Regions from separate parts of the Zea mays genome. Here region 1 is linked to region 2. A link is a contact called in public Hi-C data. All regions are on one chromosome and are shown on one strand. The core of a region is the stretch at or near the end of the contact, and the rest is flanking DNA. Distances in the headings are between cores, read along the strand shown. Region 1 holds the start of LOC100276490. Region 2 holds the start of LOC103640907 (alanine--tRNA ligase).

Region 1 (3,914 bases), core at 1,103-3,602, 580 kb after region 2:
GGATTTTGAGTCCAAACCCGCAAAACCATCACTAGGTGGTTTTGAGGCTCAACCACCAAACTTCGCAGGTACTGTACTCCATACACGCCCCCACATACTGAATGTGTTTCTCGCTAGTCCCCAATTGCGGTAGCAACATGATTTGTTCTGCCATGTCCTCGCACCTGCTGATACCCCTAGATGTCTACCGTCACAGCTAGTCATCTAGCTTCTCTAGTTCCTCAATCAAGATCCATTGCTCATCCTTCACCTCTCCTGATCCATCGACACAAACTCGCATGACCTTCACATTTTTGATGTCGACCATGGCCTCAGACTCCACACCTGTGCAACACAAGCCAATAGACATGTTGCACAAACTCACGTCCCAGAGTCCACACGACTCAACCCAAGATGCCACTCCATTGATAATCACTCATCACAAACCTGAACCATAAGGGCACATATCAACCTCTTGTGTTTGCAACACTAATCACTTCCCCAATTTTAAGTGTAATGATCCTCTCGACCTACCTATTGATCATCCCTAGACATGATCATGGGCCACCTGACTCGACCAAACCGACCCGACCCGTCCGAAAAAACCCGACCCGATCAATGCAATGGGCGAGTACATGCCATAGGTTTTGACCCACAACAATCCACGGGTTGGGTACGGACCATGATTTTTGACCCAAAACCCGACCGAACTCAGAAAAATCTTGACCCGACATGCCCAATAGGGAAGCACAGGTTGACTTGACCCAACCCGACACTAGGTACGGGCCGTGTCAAATGACCCACGACCCGACCTGACATTTGAATATGTCTAATCATCTCAAATGGTAGCTTCAAAACCCTAATCAAAATTGGAATGGTAGCGAACTCTATCATTCTAGAGTTTTTGCCACATGAAACTATCACTAGGTCTCTTAGATCCTTGCCCACGATCCACAGGTCATCCTCCATGACCCATATCTTCTCAGACACCTGGTGGAAAGTGACCAAAAATGGTTTTTGGTGAGGTCCTTACAATCTATTCCTTTCATAGAACACCAAACTACACCTATAACATGCTCAATAGTTACCAAAGGGACATGCTTTTTTGATAGGACCTTCACCACCGCTTTACAGACTCTCGACGACCAAATGCCCCTAGGGACTCAACACCGGTGAAATAGTGTTCCATATGCTTCTAAATATTTTTATGGGGTCCCAAAGAAAACAAAAACGGACACCGGATGAATGACATGATGTTAGGAGCCGATTTGATTGAGACCATCAACGACATGTTATAGAGGGAAAGGGCGAAAAACTCAAAACCCTAGTCACCAAAAACCGCCTCGAGTCGTCTAAGCGCCAAAAACTCTCTGAGAGGACTAGTTGCTTGTTCTTGGCACCTTTTCAGTTGATGGGGTGTTTGGCTCTCCCACTAAAGTTTAGTATGTGTCACATCGAATGTTTAAATAACAATCATGAGTATTAAATAAAATCTAATTAAAAATAATTATATATATAAATACTAAACAACGAGATGAATTTATTAAGCCTAATTAATCTATGATTATCAAATATTTATTGTAGCACCACATGGGCGGATCATGGACTAATTAGACATAGGGGTATTTGAATGCACTAGAGTTAATAGTTAGCTGCTAAAATTAGTTGAAAACATCCAAACAGTCTAGCTAATAATTCAGCTATTAAATATTTTTAGCAAATTAGTTAACGGGGTGTTTAAGGTCCTGTTTGGAAGCAACCCAGTTTTTAAGAAACCAATTTTTATCTTTTAGCTAGGAGAGGTCAGATTCTTGGTTTTTAATAAACTGATAATCTAATTTCTATAAACTGAGTAATAAATTGGTATATCTGGAACCACATCAATATCTATAAACTAGTTTCTTAAAAACCGAGTGCTTCCAAACCGGGCCTGAATGTACTAGAGCTAATAGTTAGCTGCTAAAATTAGTTGGATACATCCAAACAGTCTAGCTAATAGTTTAGCTATTAACTACCTTTAGTAAATTAGCTAATATGTAGCTAATATTTTGTTAGCTAGTTAATTTTACTAACAATTTTTTAACCAACTAGCTATTACCTCTAGTGCATTCAAACACCCCTAATAGTTAGCTAGTTATTTGTTAGCTAGCTAATTTTACTAGAATTTTTCTAGCCAACTAATTATTAGCTCTAGTGCATTCAAACACCCCCTTAATAAACTCTGTTTAGTTATTATCTGTGTAATTACTTATGTAACTAAAATTTATTTAATATTTTTAACAAGTGTCATTAGCTTGTTGGTCCAAAAAAAAAGGTGTCCATAGCTTGCCCGTCGTGGTCGGTGTAATCTGGCCCGAACTTGGCCAGGCGCCCAGGCCCATACATCCCTTGCCTCTTTCTCCTCCCCCGCATCTGCTTCTTTCTCTCCACGCCAACCCGACACCGCGCGGTCGGCTCGGCTCGGCCATCCCCGCCAGCTCCCGCTCGAGATCCCAGCGCCATGACGATCGGCGTCGCTCTCTTGCTCGACCTCACCTCCCGCCTGCCCCGCGCCGGGGCATCCGCCGCCTCCGCAGCCGTCCGCTCCCACCCCGGTCTCTCTACCACCGCCTTCGCCGCGACTGCCGCGGCCGCGTTGTCGTCCTCCGGGGTGCCGCTCTCCGCGCGCCACCTCTTCGGGTTCGTTCCCTGCCCCTATCGCCCTCCCTCCATCACTTCTTGCTAGGTTTCTCTCCCTGTGAGCTGGCGGCTTCCACATCGTCTGCTTGGTTGCCAGAGCACGACTGCCCGTGTTGCGGTAGAGGTGTTCGATCCATTGCCTGGCAGGTTTCGACTGGGGTTTGGTTCGCGGTTTAGCCGGAGCTCTGGGCTCCGATGGTGTGTGTTTCAGTCGCCGCATGTTAATTAGTGGCTCCATCTGATCACATGTTAGCAGTGGTGTGGTAGAGCACGGATTGTGCCTTGAGAAGGAAGAAGAAGATAGGAAGTAGGAGGAAGGCGACGCGTGTTCACTATTGCAGTATTCTGTTTTTTCTTAAACGTTTACAAAGACCTGTGCCTCCTTATATTGGAGCACTCACAAGACTCACGCTACAACCTAGTTCGGGTCACTCACACGAGTGTTGGGCTGGCGCACACGCAAGCCACGTCGCGGCCCAGTAGTCACAGATTCAGGTGTGTCGCGTGCAGCCATCTCCTGAACACCATCCTCTGTAGCCTGATCACCATCCTCAGCGCTGACATCCCCCCTGGGAGAAAACCTGCTTGTCCCCAAGCAGGGGCACCGGGAAACGATTGCTGTAGAGCCACAAAATCTTCCCAAGTTACCAAGGAGGACGACATACTGGACCACTTGATCAGCACCTGCAAGCGGCCATCAACTCCCAGACGACGCTGAAGAATAGCTTCTGGAATCTGTATGCCAGTTAAGGAATTGGGTAGCTGTGCTAGCGTGACATCTGAAGGAACAATGCGCTTCAACTGGGACACGTGAAACACCGGATGGATGGTTGAAGTAGAAGGCAGCTCCAATTTGTAAGCAACACTACCCACATGAGCCAGGATCTTATAGGGACCGAAGAATCGAAATGCCAATTTTTGATTTGCCTGAGGAGCCAACGAAGCCTGCACATATGGTTGTAATTTGAGATAAATCCAATCTCCCACAACAAAGGATCTCTCGGAGCGACGCTTGTTGGCTTGCGTTTGCATGCGATGTCTTGCTCGGGCAAGATGCTGCTGAACCAAGTCAATCATGACAGTTTTCTCCTGTACTCACTCATGCAAGGATGGAACATGGAAAAGTGAAGTTAGATCGATCCAAAGTACTTTGGAGAGTACCCATACAATACCTCAAATGGTGAATAGCCCAGAGCGGAGTGCCAACTAGAGTTGTACCAAAACTCAACCAGATATGTCCAGTCCACCCATTTATT
Region 2 (3,859 bases), core at 625-3,124:
GGCGCCTCCCCTGCCCTTCGTCCGCTCCTGCGACACAGCGAAGGGCATCCATCACTGCCAATAAGCCCTCATCTGCCACCTCCCGCCTGCTCGCAACTCGACGAGCTCGTCCGCCTCGGTGCCTCCCCTGCAGTGCTGCTCTCAACCGCCTCCATGCTTGGCTCCCCCGCCTCCATGCTTGGCTCCCCCGCCTCCCCCTGTGTGCCTCCTCTGCCTGCCAGTGCCCGCCTCCCCCTGCTCGGCTGCTCTCATCTGCTATTCCGCCTGCCCGCCTGCCCGCCTCCCCTGCAGTGCTCTCATCCACCTCCCCTGTTCCCAGCTCGTCCACTGTTAGTCTGCCAGAACCCAGATTGTCTGATTTACTCTATTCTTTGCACTTGCAGAGTGAAATGGCAAGCAATAGTGATGCCAATGCATCTGTAGTTGGTATTTCCCTTGATATTATTATGTGAACTTATGTTATATTGATATTTTGTCCATGTTGTTTAGAGTTCAGTAAACAAGGGAACGAAGCGACCGATAACGTCCCCTCGGGGAGGAGAAGGGATTGACTTCGGCTCCTATTACCTTTGTTTACCAATCTTCAAATTGGTGAATTGGTTAATAGGAAGTGCGCGCTAGCACGCTTCATATTTCTAGTAAGACATTTTAAAGCTCGCATAAACGTTTTGAAGCCAAAAGGTACTCATGAGCGCTTCAACTGTGTATCGCTTTAATAACCATGGATGTAACCATTCAAACTTTCAAAGTGCAATTTGATCATCACAATCAGCTCAGAAACACCATCACTGAAACCATTACATGCAGGCAGAAAAAGAGCATATTTCCTTTCGAATTTAAAAACATAGGTAGCTAATCTCAGAACCAGCAAAGAAATAGTTCTTACGAATTTGTGGGAATTTCAACTCTAAACAACCAATTCATTTATCACAGAAACTTCCAAATCGTTAAATGGATAACAAAAAAGTCCATCTTGTCATATTTCTTATATTCATATAATTATATAGGAGTCCAGAAAAGTGCCTCTGACCACTGGAATACCAGATCACACAAATCAAAAACCCTGGAATACGACCAAAACCCATGTTTCGTGCAATGGACTCAACTTCCATTACCATAAGCAGCTCCCTCCTAAATCTGCAGCCTCGAACAATCTCATGGAAATCCAACACACTAGCCTCGAAGCAATCAACCATCAATTAGAATTGGGCGGCAAAGGAGTACCTGGGTGAGAAGCTCCCAGGCCCATCTGATGGCCTCCTCCTTGAAATAGTCCCCGAAAGACCAGTTCCCAAGCATCTCGAAGAAGGTATGGTGGTAGGTGTCATTCCCCACGTCGTCGAGGTCGTTGTGCTTCCCGCCGGCGCGGATGCACTTTTGGGTGTTACAGGCACGGTGCAGGCGGCCGAGCGGCGAGTCCGGCGCCGCTGTGCCGAGGAAGACCGGCTTGAACTGGTTCATTCCAGCGTTGGCGAACAGCAGCGTGGGGTCGTCGACGGGGACCACGGGACTCGACGGCCACCTCGTATGTGCCTTGGACTCGAAGAAGGTTAAGAACTCCTGGCGGATCCGCCGGGACGGCCACGCCGGCGACGGATCCATCTGAGGCGGGGCGGCGGCTGGGGAAGATGAGAACGATGACGAGAAGGAAACTAGGATGGTGGCGGCGGGCAAAACCCTAGCTTCGAGACGAGTGAAGAGACGAAGCAGGCGGCACGCGCGTGGGAGGGTCGGCACGGTCAGCATCCACCCATCTAGGCTTCGTCTGACAACGACGAGAAATCTTTTCAATTACAAACTTCAGCCCCTTTCAGGCAACGCCCAGAACTTCACATGTCCAATGTCCAAACGGGCCGGTCGGTCGTGGCCCGACACGAGCGTGTGATTTGATGTTGAAGCATTTAAAATTCACTAGGTGAGTGCCCGTGCGTTGCAACGGAATATAAATTATTCGTTAAAATGTTAGCCTACAATGATTACAGTAAGAAAAACAACACATAATTTATAATCAACATTGTAGTCCTCTGCAGAGACAATGTTTGAGAGAGGTCATGCTAACAAGACAAAAAATCTAAAAGATAATTATTTATACGCAGATGTTCTTATAATAGTATTTCACATGTCCTATGTAATGAAAACCATCAATTGTCACTATTTTAGTATTCCTTGTGATTTAATCTTCTCCCATACATCTAGCGAACCTTGTATGCATAGATGAAAAGCAAAGGAGACAAAATTGGCAGAGATATATACTTGTAGTTCCATTGTAATTTCTCAAACAAATGGCACAAGCGAGTACACATTTATTAATATAGCAGAAAAATAACACAAAAAATAGCCAAAGAAGGAAAGAAAAAGAAAAACAAATAAAAACTACCAATAGCACCCAAAATAAACTAAGTACTTTGCAATATGGAAATATGGATTCCATTGCACGTAAACCTTTCTATCTAAAGAAAATATGATATGATGAAAGAGTGGAACATAGGTACATAACCTGACCTGAAACCATACTCATAACTCTCAGTTTATCAGGTGAGCGGTCAGTACAATGATAGAGCCAAAATCAGAATTAGCTTGTTACGGGCATCAAAACAACAATCACAGTCACCTTGTTCACGCTACATCAGCCAGAGGGCGGCAACATCGTAGCATACCCGGGGTAGTAGAAGCAGCACGCGGGAATCGACTCCACAGCGGGCAACAGGGACCCGACCTTGTAATGCCCCTCATTTCTAAATGATGAATAAATGATGGATGTGGTAACCTTTTGTTGTAGCATAGAAATTAGTTTGAAAGCAGCACAAAAAAGCTAATACATATAAAAGAGTTAACACTATAGATTAAGTAGGTTACAATTTGATTTGGTAGAATGCAAATACATCATTGTGGCAGAAGCAGCATATGTCCAGGTAGTAGGCGCTTCATACATCATATTAGCCTCCTCCACAATACAAAGAGCCTGTCATTACGTACAACAAATTCCACTATTAAAATCACAGCAATCCTGAACCAAATGTTGAATACTTTAAATTAAGAGGAAAGATGCATAAAACACAACTATTGGAACATGTCATTTACAAGTCTTATAAAGCCATGCAAGTTAAACCATTGAAACAGAGCATTCTATATGTTGACATATAGAACCTACAAGGTATGCAGGCAAGACAGGCTTCTCAAATATGTGGATAGAATCAATTTATGGGCATCATTTTTAGCCTTACCTTATGTGCTTATTAAAGAAAATAGTATTTTTAATGTCTAACTTGTTCAAACTTGATCCTTTGTTCTCCTGTCAATTTTCACTGTTATATTAAAAGCAAACACATAGTAGAATAGTTGAAATTGGCTAGTAAGATCTGTGAAACAGAGAGACAAGCATATTAGTGAAACCTCTTCGCTCCAATTCTTCACTAAATTTAAAGAATAAAACTTAGAACTAACTTGCATTAAAGAAATCAACAAAAGGATAATATATTCAAATAAATGAAGTTAAAATGGTTGGATCATTGCCCTCAAATTCAAGAAGCTAGGTTAAATCGAGGCCAAGCATTATAGTTTTTGATGCTCAACTGGACAAAAGGGTCTGCAACTATATCTATATATTATTAATATGTGTGCACCACACATATCTAAAAAATGGAAGGGAAGTAAACACTTATTGGTTGTTATTTATAAAAATGGGAGGTTATTACATCACAAATCATCACTCAAAGGCAGGTTATTATCAACTACATAATGATTAGATACGCATATAATCGATCTCTGCTTGTTTTCTTTTATGCTTCCTAAATGTGAAAGTTGTAGAGTAGTATCCTCTCTCCTGTCCAAAAAAGGAGTACTCATACCTGAGCTCAAC

What was found. Hi-C and Micro-C count contacts between places; a contact is called where the count stands out from the background.
Region 1: a contact with region 2 is called in a Hi-C map of tassel, with 5 times the contacts expected there. The contact joins the promoter of LOC100276490 here to the promoter of LOC103640907 in region 2. A contact is called at or near these places in 6 of 25 Hi-C or Micro-C datasets (ear, endosperm, leaf and 1 more).

Annotation. Positions count from the first base shown.
Region 1 is chr10:18,745,528-18,749,441 of Zm-B73-REFERENCE-NAM-5.0, forward strand. It overlaps LOC100276490, which reads left to right and starts at 2,353. Exons shown (of 6, transcript NM_001150264.2): 1 at 2,353-2,658. The coding sequence starts at 2,480.
Region 2 is chr10:18,170,396-18,174,254 of Zm-B73-REFERENCE-NAM-5.0, forward strand. LOC103640907 (alanine--tRNA ligase) reads right to left here and starts at 1,875. Exons shown (of 22, transcript XM_008664354.2): 1 at 1,225-1,875. The coding sequence starts at 1,746.